Linked DNA regions of Mus musculus: region 1 is linked to region 2. The links are chromatin contacts, called in public promoter capture Hi-C maps. All regions are on one chromosome and are shown on one strand. The core of a region is the stretch at or near the end of the contact, and the rest is flanking DNA. Distances in the headings are between cores, read along the strand shown.

Region 1 (2,700 bases), core at 52-2,551, 48 kb after region 2:
TTGTTTTCTGCTCTCAGTGTTGTTCAGTTTGTTTTTCAGAGCAAGCAGCTTTAATTTCAAAACACCCAGCTTGCTCTTCCCATCTGTGAGGCTGGAATATGAATGTGCCAGTCACAGACCTAACCTCCTGCCAATGGGAACAGGGACAGAGGCTCAGAGTGTTTCAGTGAAAGAGCTCAGGAAGGGACATTTGTTCCCAAACACTGGCTGGCCTCTCTGCTTCTGCCGCTCACCTGGAGGCCACCCACTCAGCTGGCTTGAACTGGATTGCTCTGGGAGATTTTTAGCAGAGCATTGCAGGGGATGGGTCAGCTGGGCTGGGCTTGGCAATGGATGTTTCTAATGAGGTCTCTGCTTACTTAGGACTTGGACCTGGGACATGCCAGTTCTCTGACATAGTGAAGGCACATGGGACGGGATGTCAGCACCCAGGATGGTCAGACAGAGCATGGAAGTCGGGAGGAGGTTGAACAGTGGAGACTCAGTTGGCTTCTAACAGGGGAGGGGCTCCTTCTTACAGAAGGAGCAGGAGCCTGGCTATTTGGAGTTCTTGGGAATGTGGTAAAACCGTCTTCCAAAGCAGGTGTTCTGGCTCACACCTGTAATGCCCAGCACTGGAGAGGCTGAGGCAGAAGGATCACCTTGAGCTCCAGGTCAGCTTGACTACATATTAAATTCGAGACCAGCCTGAGACACAAAGCAAAATCCCATCTCAAAAAACAAAGCCAAACAACCCATGAAGTAAGAAATACACAGGCTGCTGGGCAGTGGTGGCACACGCCTTTAATCCCAGCAACTTGGGAGGCAGAGGCAGGTCGATTTCTGAGTTCGAGGTCAGCCTGGTCTACAAAGTGAGTTCCAGGACAGCCAGGGCTACACAGAGAAACCCTGTCTCAAAAAACAAACAAACAAACAACAACAACAACAACAAAAACAGGCCACCCAGATCCAGTGGGATAGCCTCTGGTACTTGAGGGACATGGAGAGCTAATTTTGAGTCCCAAGAGTGTGGCTGGCTTACAGACCTGTGGTGTGCACTGTAGCAGGCTCACTTCTGGCACTGGTGCCTCCCACGTTGAGGGCTCGCACATAGATGGTATAGCTGTGTCTAGGCTGCAGCTGTATCAGGGATTCACAGGTTGGGATGCCTACGACAGATCTATGCACAGAAGAAGCAGAGCAACTGTGAGCAGGAGCCCAGGCATCAGCCACCCTTTTTACACCCACTGTCCTCTGACCCACAGCAACTCAGCCAAGACGCTCAGATCCCTGGGCAGGTCGCCCACAGCTCACAGCTTGCTTGCCAGTCTGTGTCTGGCTGGCTCCCTTCCGAGCTCCTCAGCCAGGTTCCCCAAGCACCCAACACTGTGCTCAATGTGACTACTGGAGCAACTGTCACAGAGAATGATCCAGATCATTTCAGTTGGACTGTACGGGAATACAAGCTCATTACACCATCTGGATTTCTGTGGCTGTCAACCCCATTTCCATTCAACTGAAATGGACAACCAAAGTCTTCAGGATGGTGCCCATGTACAGACATGAGAACAGGATGTCATCTTGGAGGCTGCAGCTCTGGGCCAGAGAGACACTTCTGCTTGTTCACTTCAGTAGATTAACCAAGCTCCTTCCATCCCAGATGCTATACACCCTGGGAAACCCGATATAATCCCTATTCCCAGGGAACCTGCGGTCTGTGCGGGAAGAGAGGCAAGCTGAGGTCTGAAGCGGGACGAGCCTTTCCTTCAGTGATGGGACACGTGATTCAGTTTGTTCTATGAGAGTAAACAGCACCTCAGATCACCCAAGCTGCTAACCTGTCTTCCGAGGGCTCCAGCATTATGGATTGGCCCAATCCCAGGTTATTATAAACAGCAAAGGAAACCTGAGTTGCTAGGGTGGTCCGAATCACTGGACCCCTCCCCAGACTTCTATCTCCAGCTTTGCTGTGGCTATAGGCACACAGATCTCGGCAAGAACAGATACATAGAATACATGATAGGCTCTAAGGCTCTCAACCAGACCCGGCCAGCAGGGATAAGTCTCTGTGGATTGAAGGAAAATGCCAATGATCTATGTGGGATAACCAGGGGACTCTGAACGTCTGAGCTCAAGTAGTGCAAACAAAGCACGTCTCGTTCTTATTAAGCAAACAAAACATGAGGTGACGTTTGCAGTTAGCTTAAGCAGATGCAAGTGTAGCGAGCGAGGGAGATGCTATGTTTTATCATCCTTGGGCATATAAGAAGAGCCAACAATATTTCTCCTAGGCCTTTGCCATTCCCACAGAGATAATATGGACATGCCAGGGCTTCCTCTCCATGTCTCTGCATCCAAGTACATTCGCTCACCATAGTTAACGCGATTCTTTGTAGAAGGTCCCCTGTGGGAAGAGCATTCTGCACTCTGTCCCATCCAGAGTCCACAGTAAGTTCACAGCGTTCCTTCTTCACAGGCTCCTGGTTGGCTTACATCAGCCTCTCTAACGGCCTCAAAGGCCTTTTCCATTCTCATGACCCAGCTCAGTGCCTTCCCGCAGTCCCCAGCAGAGCTACCCTGGACTCCCGGAGTCCTTGACCTGTAAGCTTCAGGTCTGACTGCCTGGCTCTAAGCCTGAGCAGCCACGCTTCCTCTTGTGGTGCTATGTGGTAGACTCCTGGGACCTATAGGCCCTGGTGGCCACCACGTCCAATTCCTCAC
Region 2 (2,700 bases), core at 182-2,681:
CTCTTCCCAGTAGAGGCCTGCCAGCCCCAGGGGCTATGAATTTTGGACAGGCTCACAGCCTAACATTTGTCTAAGATCAAAGTATGTGCTCACAGCTGCATCCTGTTCTCAAAAGTTGCACTTTGCATATCAGTTGACTGACTTTTAAGGGTTTGTTGCTGTTTGCAGCTGCTTGAGCATGTGAGGCCTAGCACTGACCATGCAGGGTAAGGAACAGGGTCACCCGATCATTAGTAATAAAAATCCAGTGGGACTCGCACTCGGTGAACCTGCCTGGTTGAGTGACCCTTCTGAAGAAGTGCATTCGCTTGCGCCTTGTGCTCTGGATTGTGTGGTGATTTCCCTGAGACCCCAGACCCATTTCTAACACGAGAGTACCTTCCTCCCTGAAATGGAACATGTCTTGCACTCCCACTCCTGACCCTTGAATTGTCAGGGCTACAATTGTGCTCCCGGTTGGAACAATCTATTGGCTCCTGTTCACTACTCCGTTCCGTGACTAACAGGTCCACAGGCCTTTAATTAATGTGCTATTGAATTTATGAACAAATAAATGAATGAGTCAAAGGTAAGATTCAAACCAAGTAGGGCTGAATCATAGGGCAATGTGGGGGTTGGGGAAAGATGGAGAAATTAATTTGCAGGAGGAGCCAGTTTCTCAGTCTACATCCAGGGCCGGCTTCCTGGAGTGGACCACACTCAAACTCCAGTTCCCCAATTCAGACCCGTCCCCTACGGAATTGGTTTTGGGGGTTTTGTTTTGGTTTCTCTTTGAGCCAGCGAATAAAAGGCTGCAAACATCATCGCAGCTGTTCCATAAGGACCCCGCCTGTCTGGTCCCTCCCCCACCAGCCTTGGGTCCCCCGCCCCTTCGTAGCTAAAGGCGAAGTGGCCCTGCTGCGGGAACCCCGGGAAGCGCGCAGGGCGGGTCTGGGTCGGCAGGGCCGCAGCCTCGCGGGCGCTGTCCATGGTGCCTGCGCGCCAGCCGCACCCGGCCGGCGCTCGCTAGCTCACCGCTTGTAGTCCGAGGAGAAGATACCGCCGCTCGCCGGGTCGTGGCCATATTCTGGCTCCCCGGGACCGGCTGAGCCGCCCTTGTCTTCGCTGTAGGCCGGAGCGGCCGACATGGATCTGCGCTGAGGGGTGGCTGAGCGGCCGGGTTGGGCTTTGGTCGAGGAATGGGATGCACGCCTAGCTCTGCGGAGCTGCAATCTGCGCGGCGGAGGCAGCGCGCAGATTCAGCAATCAGGGCTGAGCGCTAAGGTTCTTAAAGGGACCGGCACCACCCGCGGAGTGCAGGGTTGGGGTGAGCTGACAGGGGACGGAGGAACAGCGCCTGCCCTGTCCCAATCTCTCAGAACTCTCTGGCAACTGCAAGCATCTAAAGGTCTCTCACAGTGAGCAAGGCTGCAGGGCTGATGACTGTATAGTCTTTGGAGGGATGCGGACCTCCTGCCTCCGCCCTCCCGATCACCTGACCTCCACGGACCCGCCCACCCATGCAGTGAGAGAGGGGGACGTGAGGGACACTGAAAGAAGGCCATACTCGCAGGCCTGGGTTGGAACATCTACCTTGGAGATTTAGGGGTGGGTACCTTTCCATCCTTTTTCACACAGTCTAAATCCCTCTGAGGATAACCTGCTTACTCACTGGGAATCATAGCAACTTCCTGGAAGAAGTGGAATTTAAGAGGAGGCTGACCCAGGAAGCAAGTGCTAAGGGCATTCTGGGAGCAAATCAGTTCTAGGTGGAGTAAAGAGAACCTCCAACATCCTAATTACGTTTGGGAAAATACTTTAATGATCCCTTCTGAAACCTCTTTTGGCCCATTCAGGAGGACCCAAGGTCACATTAATCACTGGTTAGGTTCCTGTCCATTGACATCTAGAAGGGAAAGAAGACGAACAGATTGAGTTAGGGTCTGGTGTAATTGCCAGGTCTCCAGGACTTTGTGATTTATCAAGCTTAGCTCCTAAGACCCAAGGAAGGAAGGAAGGGAGGAAGGAAGGAAGGAAGGAAGGAAGGAAGGAAGGAAGGAAGGAAGGAAAGCAAGAAGAAGGATTGTAGCTAGTTCTGGATTAGAGAGAACACCCTGGACTAGGCTGATGGTGAATTGTTTATCTTTGGTCTAGATTTTGGACATGAGGTTGAGTGATTGGGAACTCCTGGCCAGGCTCATAGAATGGAAGTATTCCCAAGGACCGAGATTTGTAGACTAGGGTCCCAATTCTCTAAGATCAGAATTGGTGGACTGTTTGGAAAAGGATGGAACTGAGAAAGGCGGACTTTGGATCAATAGAAAGTTCTACTGCAAAAAGAAGGATGGAGTTGGAGCAGCCCCTGGGTTGGAGATCGGTCATGTTCAGTAAATATATCTGCTCAGGATCTAAGAACAGTAGCCTGAGGTCTACCTGGCGCTAAAGGGTTTCAAAGTGTGTAACTTCAAAAATAGGTACACCTATTCTGGGGACTTTAGATTGCCAGAGTAAAGAGTTTAAGATGAAAGGAACCTGGTCTGGGTGTAGTGGAGAGGGGAATCATCTGAATTATGCTGGAGCAAGTTGGTTAGGTGCCTTTGTTAGCAGACTGGGGCTGGCATGGGATGTGGGCAGGTAGAAGAGAGGCACTTACTGAGTCCATGCCCAACAGGTTCAGTGCAAAGTGCACACAGTTGCTGCTAGTGGGATGGTAGGGAGGAG

What was found. Promoter capture Hi-C pulls out the DNA fragments that hold promoters and counts their contacts.
Region 1: a promoter capture Hi-C map of liver shows a contact between it and region 2, with 1.7 times the contacts expected there. The contact joins the enhancer-like site here to the promoter of Ap3b2 in region 2. A contact is called at or near these places in 7 of 39 promoter capture datasets (the 3T3-L1 cell line, cranial neural crest, embryonic stem cells and 3 more), 3 of 484 Hi-C or Micro-C datasets (B cells, cerebral cortex and embryonic stem cells), 3 of 115 datasets of contacts at active chromatin or transcription factors (double positive thymocytes and embryonic stem cells) and 3 of 9 other capture datasets (adipose tissue, liver and pancreatic islet).

Annotation. Positions count from the first base shown.
Region 1 is chr7:81,541,015-81,543,714 of GRCm38.p6, forward strand. It overlaps Fsd2 (fibronectin type III and SPRY domain containing 2), which reads right to left. Exons shown (of 13, transcript NM_172904.2): 10 at 1,026-1,159. Among named protein-coding and RNA genes, the nearest start is that of Mir1839, 12 kb to the left of the region's middle. Within about 2 kb of position 1,302, at least 28 of the 459 cell types and tissues checked have an H3K27ac peak or open chromatin away from gene starts, as enhancers often do. A contact at or near this core is called in adipose tissue, cerebral cortex, hippocampal neurons and 1 more, where this site is marked.
Region 2 is chr7:81,492,494-81,495,193 of GRCm38.p6, forward strand. Ap3b2 (adaptor-related protein complex 3, beta 2 subunit) reads right to left here and starts at 1,432. Exons shown (of 26, transcript NM_021492.3): 1 at 1,015-1,432. The coding sequence starts at 1,127. It overlaps BC048679 (cDNA sequence BC048679), which reads right to left. Exons shown (of 6, transcript NM_001193274.1): 5 at 2,633-2,700; 6 at 1,781-1,885. The coding sequence ends at 1,853.